2 separate regions of the Mus musculus genome follow, and region 1 is linked to region 2. The links are chromatin contacts, called in public HiChIP or PLAC-seq maps. All regions are on one chromosome and are shown on one strand. Each heading gives the region's core, a stretch centred on a gene start, on an enhancer-like site or on the middle of the called end of the contact. The rest is flanking DNA. Distances are from core to core; before and after follow the strand shown.

Region 1 (4,177 bases), core at 240-2,739, 480 kb after region 2:
TGAAGAGATGGCTCAGCGGTTAGGAACACATACTGCTCTTGCAGAGAACTGGGTTTCAATTCCAAGCACCCATGTACACATACCCATCCAAACATACATACTTATAATTTTAAGAAATAACATAAAATATTCAAAAATAAATAGTTCACGGGGTAGCTCAATTGATGTGCTCACCTAACAGTCACACAACTCTGGGTTTGATGCCCACAAATGGGGTTTGGTAATACTTATAAATCCTAGTTTTCAGCAGGTGGAGGCAGGGAAACCAGAAACTCATCTTTTAAGGCCAGACTGGGCTACATGAAATCCTGCTTCAAAAAAGTAAAAAATAAAATACTTGAGTAAAAAGGGAGAGGGGCTGGGAGTTGGGTGTACTGGTGCACACCTATAAGTCCCAGTACAAGGGGGTCTGGAGAAATGCCTCAGTGGTTAAGAGCACTGGCTGCTTTTCCAAAGGACCCAGGTTCAATTTTGAGCACCTACAAGGAGGCTAACAGCAGTCTGTAACTCCAGTACCAGAGGATCCAATGCCCTCTTCTGGCTTCCTTGAACACCAGACACATATGTAGTGTACAGATACGTGTGCAGACAAAACATCCTCACACATGAAACTAATTAATTAAAAATTAAAACCCAAGCACCCAGGAGGTGGAGGATTGCCTTGGTTCAAGACTAACCTGGGCAACATAATAAGTATCGGGCCATCCTGGGTTACACACAGTCTGTTTAGGGGATGGGGTGAGGGTAGTTTTAAATGGTTGGGGATACAGCTCTTGGGTATAGGAAATCGGTACTTCTGTCCTGAGATGAATTTTGCTGTGGATGAAAACTATTATGAGAGGAATAGGTGGGCTATCACACAGATAATTCCATCTCAACATCTCTGGACTGAAGTCTCCAGGAGTCACTTACCAAAAACCGCCCTTGTTCCAAAACACCAGAGTTCCTATATAGGCAGGAAACTGAGACAAAAGAAGAGAAGCAGTTTGCTGTTCAAGGTCATAAATTCAATAGAAGATCAAACTGAATTCATTTTAGGTTTCAAATATTCCAGGTCTGGTGGTGCTCTCACCAAATCTCTGTACCTATGATTTTTGCGGCTTACAAGTCTGCCCCAGTGCGGGTGGAGGTGTCCAGGAGTCAGAATTCTGACCCAGAAAGGACCTGGCTACCTACGGTCCTCTGCCTAACTTCCGGCAGGCCATCAGGGTCAGAGGTATTCTCAGAGAGAATCTCTTTTAGCTGTCCGGTTTCAGGTCCAAGCTCCCGCTGGGAGCAGAGCTATATCTGAGCGACAGGCGAGTGAGCCAATGCTGATCGAGCTTTAGGCGAAGCAGCCAATCAGGGTCCGGAGGCGCTGGGGGGGGCAGGAGGCAAGGCACTCCGGCTCCTGGGGATCCCCCGAGGCTGCTCATCCCAGCCCCACCCCCTCCGTGGTCCGGACCCAGCCCACCCCAGCTCAGGTTGTCAGCCAGCGCAGGCTAATACTAGCTGATCCTGCGCGCACGCAAGGCGGACCTTGAGTCGGGACCTGTCGCCCCCAACGCCCGGGCCTGGGTGTTCCCCCGCCCACGCCTCCTGCGGGTCACTACCAACCTTAGCTTCTCAGACTGAGCTCGGCGCACCGGAGAGGATTAAGTAAGTGCTGAGATCGGCTGCTTCTGAGCAAGAATGGAGAAACCACAGGGTCGTGGAGGCGGGCGTGGGGATTGAGATAGGGAGGACTAAGAGACTCGATAGCTTCTTGGAGGTCGCGGTGCACACCACTTTTACCCCGGTGTTCTTCCCTTCCCCTTTGGACCCCCGAGACAAGCCAATAAAATACTCGGCAGGGTGGCTTCTCTCCTTTTTTTGCCAGTAATAAACAGACTCAGAGCAAGTTAAGGGTCTGGTCCAAGGTCATGGCTGGGATCAGTGACAGAGCCCAGAAGAGAACCTGAGACTTCTTGCTGAGCCAAGCTGGAGAGGACAGAAAGGAATGCGTCTACTCCATGCATGACCCTCTGCCAGCTTTGCTCCTTCCTAAGGGACCATGAACGATATGTGCACACCGCTCATACGTATGTGCACACCTGCAAGAGGAGGCATCCCATGTACACCTATGAGACGCACAGAGAAACATATATGTAGCCATAGGCTAGAAATTCTTTCTCTTTCTAGGTCTGCCCCTCTGCAGCACTGCTAGGACTCATTCCCACTCTGCTTTACCCAAGACCCACAGAGGCTGGGTGATCTTCCATCCTCCGGAGGGAAATAGGTGTTTCAAAGTGAGTATTTCATCAGTGCCTCTGAAGATGTAACTCCGTGCCTTACATCTACGAGTAAAGGAGGTAGCCCAAGGATCACCCCTGCCAACTTCCTTGCCAGAAGATCTAGCTCGGTCTACCCTTCCTGCCTCTTGGTGTCTCTACACCAGCCCCATCCTAGTCCCAACCATAGCATGGGTCTCACAGCTGACTAGGACCAGGGACTGCTGTGTCTAACTCCTCCTGGGTTGTTGGTGGTAGTGATGGGGATTTGGAACATTTATTGGATGCCTTCTGTGCTCATCTAAGTTCTTCCCTCCACACCCCACTGGGGACTGGTTCATTCTGATATACCATTAACCCTACAACACCATGGGGTTGTTCGTAATATTTCCCACTTTGAGAAAAACTAGACACAGAGAAGAGGGGTGACTTGCCTGAGGTTATATCAGGTGTGTCTGAGTCTTGGGCAAGTGTTTCCCAAGCAGAAGGAGGGATGTGGGGTGCAGAGAGTGAGGAGGTAGGAGTAGGAGAAGTAGCAATTACAGAGATAATTGGTGGACTTTTTCCAGGCCTCCTGCATCTTCTCCCATCTTCCAATTATAATCACTATAGTCATCGTACAGGGGTGACAGGGCTTTGCTTTCCTGTCCCTATGTCCCTACAGAAGCCCATGTCCTAATACCCCATAAACTTGACTTAGCTCTGTCTTGAAACCTTTATGTCCTCAGTGCCTTCAGATTCTAGAGGGACTTGATCTCACAGACATGCCCCTAGCTGTAACCTCTACTTTTATTCTTGCCTTTCTAGAACCGAGAGAGGCAGGGGTCTCCTGGTAAGGGTTCTGCTGTGCCAGTGGTCATCACGGTGGCGGGAACGACAGCCTTGGACACTCCTAAGGTCAGAAGTCGGTGGGCAAGTTGACTGAGCCCTGGCAGTCTCCCAGTGTCAGCATGAACTCCAGGGTCCCAGCTACTCAGAGCTGGTTCAGCAGCCACCTGCCCACCACTGAGCCTGACTTGGAGCCCGCCACCGCCGCTGAAGGCTCTACCACCGAGACCGCCACCCTCAGCCCAGAAACCACAAGCTTCAATGACACCAGAATCCCTGATGTGGCAGGTGGTGCAGCTGGTGTGGGCACCATGCTTCTGTCTTTTGGGATCATCACAGTGATTGGCCTGGCTGTGGCCATGGTGAGAGCCGGGGCAAGCTGAAGAAGGTCTGGAAGGCTGTCCTTTGTGGGGAGGGTGACTAGTGTTTAGACTTATAGACAAGCTAATTAGAATGTCTATTAATGATAATTCAATTCCCTCCCACCCACACCTAAGATTTATTTACTGGGGGGCCCAGATAAGCAGTTCTAACTTGGAAGAACCAGCAATGACACATGAATGGCACATGGCGCTTTGGGACTGGGGCTTATAAGACTGGAGTTGGGGAGGGGTCCAGACACAGGGTCTTGAGAGGAAGATGTTTGAAGCAGGTAGGGGTTTTCTGTGAGCAGCAAGCAGGGCAGTGAAGCAGAGGAGTGTGGGAGTTTCAATAGCAGCAGAGGCCAGAGTTAGTTGGGCTATTATGTGGGATGCAGAACCTGGGTGGGAGGCTGTTAGCTGTTAATTTACACATTTACTTGGCAGTTATTGACTGTCTTCCTTTACCCTTAGGACACGACAGGGCTGGGAGAGAAGAGGTCCTGACTTGTGTTTCTGATGAACAATGAATTAATAGGCAAGGGGTTTTTATCAGAGACAGCTGGGAAGAAACTTTAGAGCTCCAGGTAGGAGCCTGAACTCACTGTCGTGAGAAAGGGCAGGGGCAGGCAGCCATCAGAACAGAGGTGAGCCCAAAGAACCCTGTTAGTATCCTTCAACAGTGACAGACACAGAGAATGTCGCCAAAGAGTCACTAGAGATTATAAAGTTAAGACTAAG
Region 2 (4,718 bases), core at 2,006-4,505:
CTGCAGGGATTTGAACTCAGGACCTCTGGAAGAGCAGTCAGTGCTCTTAACCACCGAGCCATTTTTCCAACCCTTATGGTCACATTTGTAACCCAATTTCAGGATGTTAGAATAGGACAGTGGTTCTCAACCTGTAGGTTGTAACCTCTTTTGAGTTCTTGGGTCGAATATCATATATCATGCTCATCAGATAATTACATTAAGATTTTAACAATAGCAAAGTTATAGTTATGGAATAGCAATGAAGATTATGATTTAATGATTATTTTATGAAGATTATTTTACTGCTTTTGCCCCTTTTATCTAAGAAATAATGCACACAAACTTTGGTAACTTTCACATTTCCCATAACCCCTCTGTATATTAAAGTATACGTGTGAGGTATTGTACCATTAAGGTACTTTGTCTGCTGTAATTGGCACCGTACAGTTCATACAAAGAGTCATACTAATAAACTTCGGCTTTCTAAGTGGTTCAGATATTTCTGTACTAGTGTCTGTGCACTTCCCAGAACTTACCTTTATGATAATTTACGAAGTTGGGACAAACAATGAAAGACAAGAACTTGGTTACCTATCTCAGAAACACAGCAAAGGAGAAAGCATGTCTGAGAAGCCGCTGAGGTGATGTGATTGTCTATGGGTCCTCAGGCCAATGCTTGGGGATGAACGTACCTAAGGCTCAAGCACCTGTTTTTAATTTTTAATAGATATTGGATAAGGTTCCTATAGCCGTGATAGTCACTAAGCTGAGGAGGGCCTTTTGCTTTTCCATGAAGGTTTTAATATTCCAACTGCTTTTGTCCCTTTTATCTAGGAAATATGCACACAAACTTTGGTAACTTTCACACTTCCCATAACCCCTCTGTGTACTAAACTATATGTGAGGTATTGTACATTAAGGTACAGAAAATGTAGCAGAGTAATACTCGTAGTTATTTGTTGGTTGGTTGGTTGGTTGGTTGGTTCTTGGACTGTGCGTTGAGGCAGGGTTTCATGTATCCCAGGCTAGTCTCTGACTAAATACATAGCTGAGGATGGCCTACCTCCACCTAATGAGTGCTGGATTTATTGGTGTGTACCATCATGCCTGGCTATCCTTGTACTTTTTTTCCTCCCTCTCCCTCTCCCTCTCCCTTTTCCCTTTTCCCTTTTCCCTTTTTTAAATAGAACAAAATAAATAAAATTTCAAATTACTAAGTTATGTCAATACTGGGGACAACCAATAACTTTTTTTTTTTTTTTGAGACAGGGTTTCTCTGTGTAGCCCTGACTGCCCTGGAACTTGCTCTGTAGACCAGGCTGGCCTCGAATTCACTGAGATCCACCTGCCCCTGCCTCTGAAAGGCATGTACCACTACCAACCAGCAGCCATTAACTTTTGTTTAAAGAAGTGTAATGTGTGCGTGTTCCTGTAGATGAAGCACATGTAGAGACCAGAAGACAGCTTTTGGATGTTAGCTCTTTCCTTTTTATCTTGTTGCTGTGGATTCTGTGAATTTTTAACCACTCTGTTTGCCCATCTTTGTTTTCCTGTGGAAGTGCTTTTAGTACAACATCCATTTTATTCTTTTTTTTAAAATATAGGTTCTGGTTATCAAACTTAGTCATCAGGCTTATACATTACACAGCAAGCCTTTTTGCCCTCTGAGCCATCTCCTTGGCCCTTAAAACTCTATAGAATAATGGTACCTAGCTCACATGTACCTTCCACTTCCTCCTTCCCACCTTCTTGTCCCTCTTCAACACACACGAATTTAAACTCAGATTCTGTATATAGGACAGGACACTTTATTTGTTTGTCTTCCTCCCATCACCCTCATCTTTTCCTTTTTTTTTAAAAAAAGATTTATTTGTTTTATGTATGTGGATTGTTGTTCTCTTCAGACACTCCAGAAGAGGGCATCAGATCCCATTACAGATGGTGTGAGACACCATGTGGTTGCTGGAAATTGAATTCAGGACCTCTAGTAGAGCAGTCAGTGCTCTTAACCGATAAGCCATCTCTCCAGCCCCTGTCTTTTCCCTTTTTAAGAGTCTTCCTTTGCCAGGTATGGTAGTGCATACTTTTAATCCCAATACTTGGGAGGCAGCGGCAGGTGGATCTCTGAGTTGGAGGTCAGCCTGGTCTACAGAGTGAGTTTTAGGACAGCTAGTGCTGTGAAGAGAGAGACTGTCTCAAAAAACAAAACAAAAAGGAAACCAATAAAATAGAACACAAAGGTCACCATTTTTCTCTTTCTTAGGCTCTGTTTTAGTTCCATTCCTTTTCTAGTGGTGAGTTGTTTTTGAGACATGTTCTTATTCTAGTCCATGCTGGCCTGGAGTTTACTTTTAGCCCAAGCTTGCCTTGAAATTGTTAGTATCTTCCTGTCTTGGCTTTCTGAATACTGACATCCTAGATATGTAAGTTTTTCTTCTGTTTCATTTTAATTCTAGATTTTATATGTGAATTATGTTATTTTATATCTTGAGATCCATCTATTTTCTTTTTTTCCTATTTACATTTTATTATTTGTTTTGTGTGTGTTCTTGCACACTCTGGTGTATGTGTGGAGGAAAAGAGGGTAACTTACTGGAGTAAGTTCTGTCCACAAATGTCAGTTCTTAGGCTTGATGCCAAGAGCTTTTTAGCCAATAAGCCATTTTGCCCACCCTGTCTGTTTTCTTGTAAAATAACATAATTTCATTTTTTTTTATTGCTGAGTAAGATTTCTTTGTGCATAAGGTTTGTCCATTTGTCTGTTGATGGATGCTTGTACTGATCCCATAACTTGGCTGTTGTTAATAGTGCACACTAAAGATAAATGTATAAACTGTTCCTGTAATATCTTGACATGAGTCTTCTAGCTATTAGTTTTATGAGGAATAATGTAATTTTTCCTATGTTATAGGTATCAGCATTATTTTGGGCGTGGCTGAGGGTGAGTTCTTTATCCATGATGCTGAAATTCAGAAGTCAGCACTTCAAATTATCATCAATTGTGTATGTGGTCCAGATAACCGAATATCCAGTATTGGCAAATTTATTTCTGGAACTCCTCGGAGAAAGCTGTCTCAGACTCCCAAGAGTAGTGAGCATACTCTGGCCAAGATGTGGAATGTGGTCCAGTCCAACAATGGCATCAAGGTGCTTCTGTCCCTGTTGTCCATCAAGATGCCCATTACAGACGCAGACCAGATCCGGGCCCTGGCCTGCAAAGCCCTTGTAGGCCTGTCTCGAAGTAGCACTGTTCGACAGATCATCAGTAAACTTCCCCTTTTTAGTAGCTGCCAGATTCAACAGCTGATGAAAGAGCCTGTGCTGCAGGATAAGCGTAGTGACCATGTCAAGTTCTGCAAATACGCTGCTGAGCTCATTGAGCGTGTATCAGGAAAGCCTCTTCTCATTGGCACTGATGTGTCTCTCGCACGACTGCAGAAAGCAGATGTTGTTGCTCAGTCGAGGATCTCCTTCCCTGAGAAAGAGCTGCTCCTGTTGATACGGAACCATCTCATTTCTAAAGGGCTTGGAGAGACAGCAACTGTGCTGACGAGAGAGGCTGACCTGCCCATGACTGCTGCCTCACATTCTTCTGCCTTCACCCCAGTGACTGCTGCTGCTTCTCCTGTCTCTCTTCCCCGGACCCCTCGGATTGCCAACGGCATTGCAAGTCGACTGGGCAGCCATGCTACTGTGGGTGCTTCTGCCCCTTCTGCTCCCCCTGCCCATCCTCCACCACGGCCCCCCCAGGGTTCATTGCCTTTGCCTGGCCCATCATATGCAGGCAATTCCCCTTTGATTGGTAGGATCAGTTTTATCAGAGAGAGGCCATCACCGTGCAATGGCAGGAAAATTCGAGTGTTGCGGCAGAAGTCGGACCATGGTGCATACAGCCAGAGCCCTGCCATAAAAAAACAATTGGATAGACATCTTCCTTCCCCACCTACGCTGGACAGTATCATCACAGAGTATCTTAGAGAGCAACATGCTCGATGCAAGAACCCCGTTGCCACCTGTCCTCCTTTTTCTCTCTTTACTCCTCATCAGTGTCCTGAACCAAAACAGAGGCGGCAAGCGCCAATAAACTTTACCTCAAGGCTAAACCGCAGGGCATCATTTCCAAAATATGGAGGGGTAGATGGCGGATGCTTTGATAGGCACCTTATCTTTAGCAGGTAAGGAGAGGTTCCCGGAATTCCTTGGGATGATTCTTTTATTTAAATCAGTGTTTGGTCAGTATCATCCCTGAGTCATTAGTTAAAGTCATTTGCTGGCCTGAAGATTAACTGAGTGTCCTTTATGTGCTGTATGAACTAATCAGTCAGTTATGGGTTATTTAGATTCTCGGCAGTAAGATCTCTTTGCTGTCGTCACAACCAGTAGGTTGTTTTAGCCATTTCTCAAACTTGCCTTTTGTGCCAGCCATGTTTCCTTCTGTGTGATTCTTTATAAATCATAGGTACAGATCATGGGTCTACACACTTTCCACAAGTCTTTTTTTCATTGAGAATTTAAACTATTGAATGTCACTCTAATGCTTTAGAATCCACTTTTTATTTGAAAGGCTTCACATTTTGAAACAAAATACCATCTAGCAAAATTTTGTGTTTCAGAGTTCCCGGACATGCTTTATTCTGATTTATGCTCTTCCCCCAACCCCTCGTTTAGATTTCGTCCGATTTCAGTATTCCGGGAAGCTAATGAAGATGAAAGTGGCTTCACCTGTTGTGCATTCT

The links. HiChIP or PLAC-seq counts read pairs in DNA pulled down with a chosen protein or histone mark.
Region 1: a contact with region 2 is called in an H3K4me3 HiChIP or PLAC-seq map of bone marrow-derived macrophages, with 3 times the contacts expected there. The contact joins the promoter of 6430571L13Rik here to the enhancer-like site in region 2. A contact is called at or near these places in 2 of 39 promoter capture datasets (embryonic stem cells and liver), 2 of 15 datasets of contacts at CTCF or cohesin (embryonic stem cells and large pre-B cells), 5 of 115 datasets of contacts at active chromatin or transcription factors (the 230-238 cell line, bone marrow-derived macrophages, embryonic hindbrain and 1 more) and 1 of 9 other capture datasets (adipose tissue).

Annotation. Positions count from the first base shown.
Region 1 is chr9:107,339,151-107,343,327 of GRCm38.p6, forward strand. 6430571L13Rik (RIKEN cDNA 6430571L13 gene) reads left to right here and starts at 1,490. Exons shown (of 6, transcript NM_175486.3): 1 at 1,490-1,638; 2 at 2,161-2,267; 3 at 3,057-3,439. The coding sequence starts at 3,200. It also overlaps a transcript of Hemk1 not described here.
Region 2 is chr9:106,854,931-106,859,648 of GRCm38.p6, forward strand. Dcaf1 (DDB1 and CUL4 associated factor 1) reads left to right here. Exons shown (of 24, transcript NM_001373930.1): 14 at 2,894-4,157; 15 at 4,651-4,718. Among named protein-coding and RNA genes, the nearest start is that of Rbm15b, 30 kb to the right of the region's middle. Within about 2 kb of position 3,256, at least 13 of the 459 cell types and tissues checked have an H3K27ac peak or open chromatin away from gene starts, as enhancers often do. A contact at or near this core is called in bone marrow-derived macrophages, where this site is marked.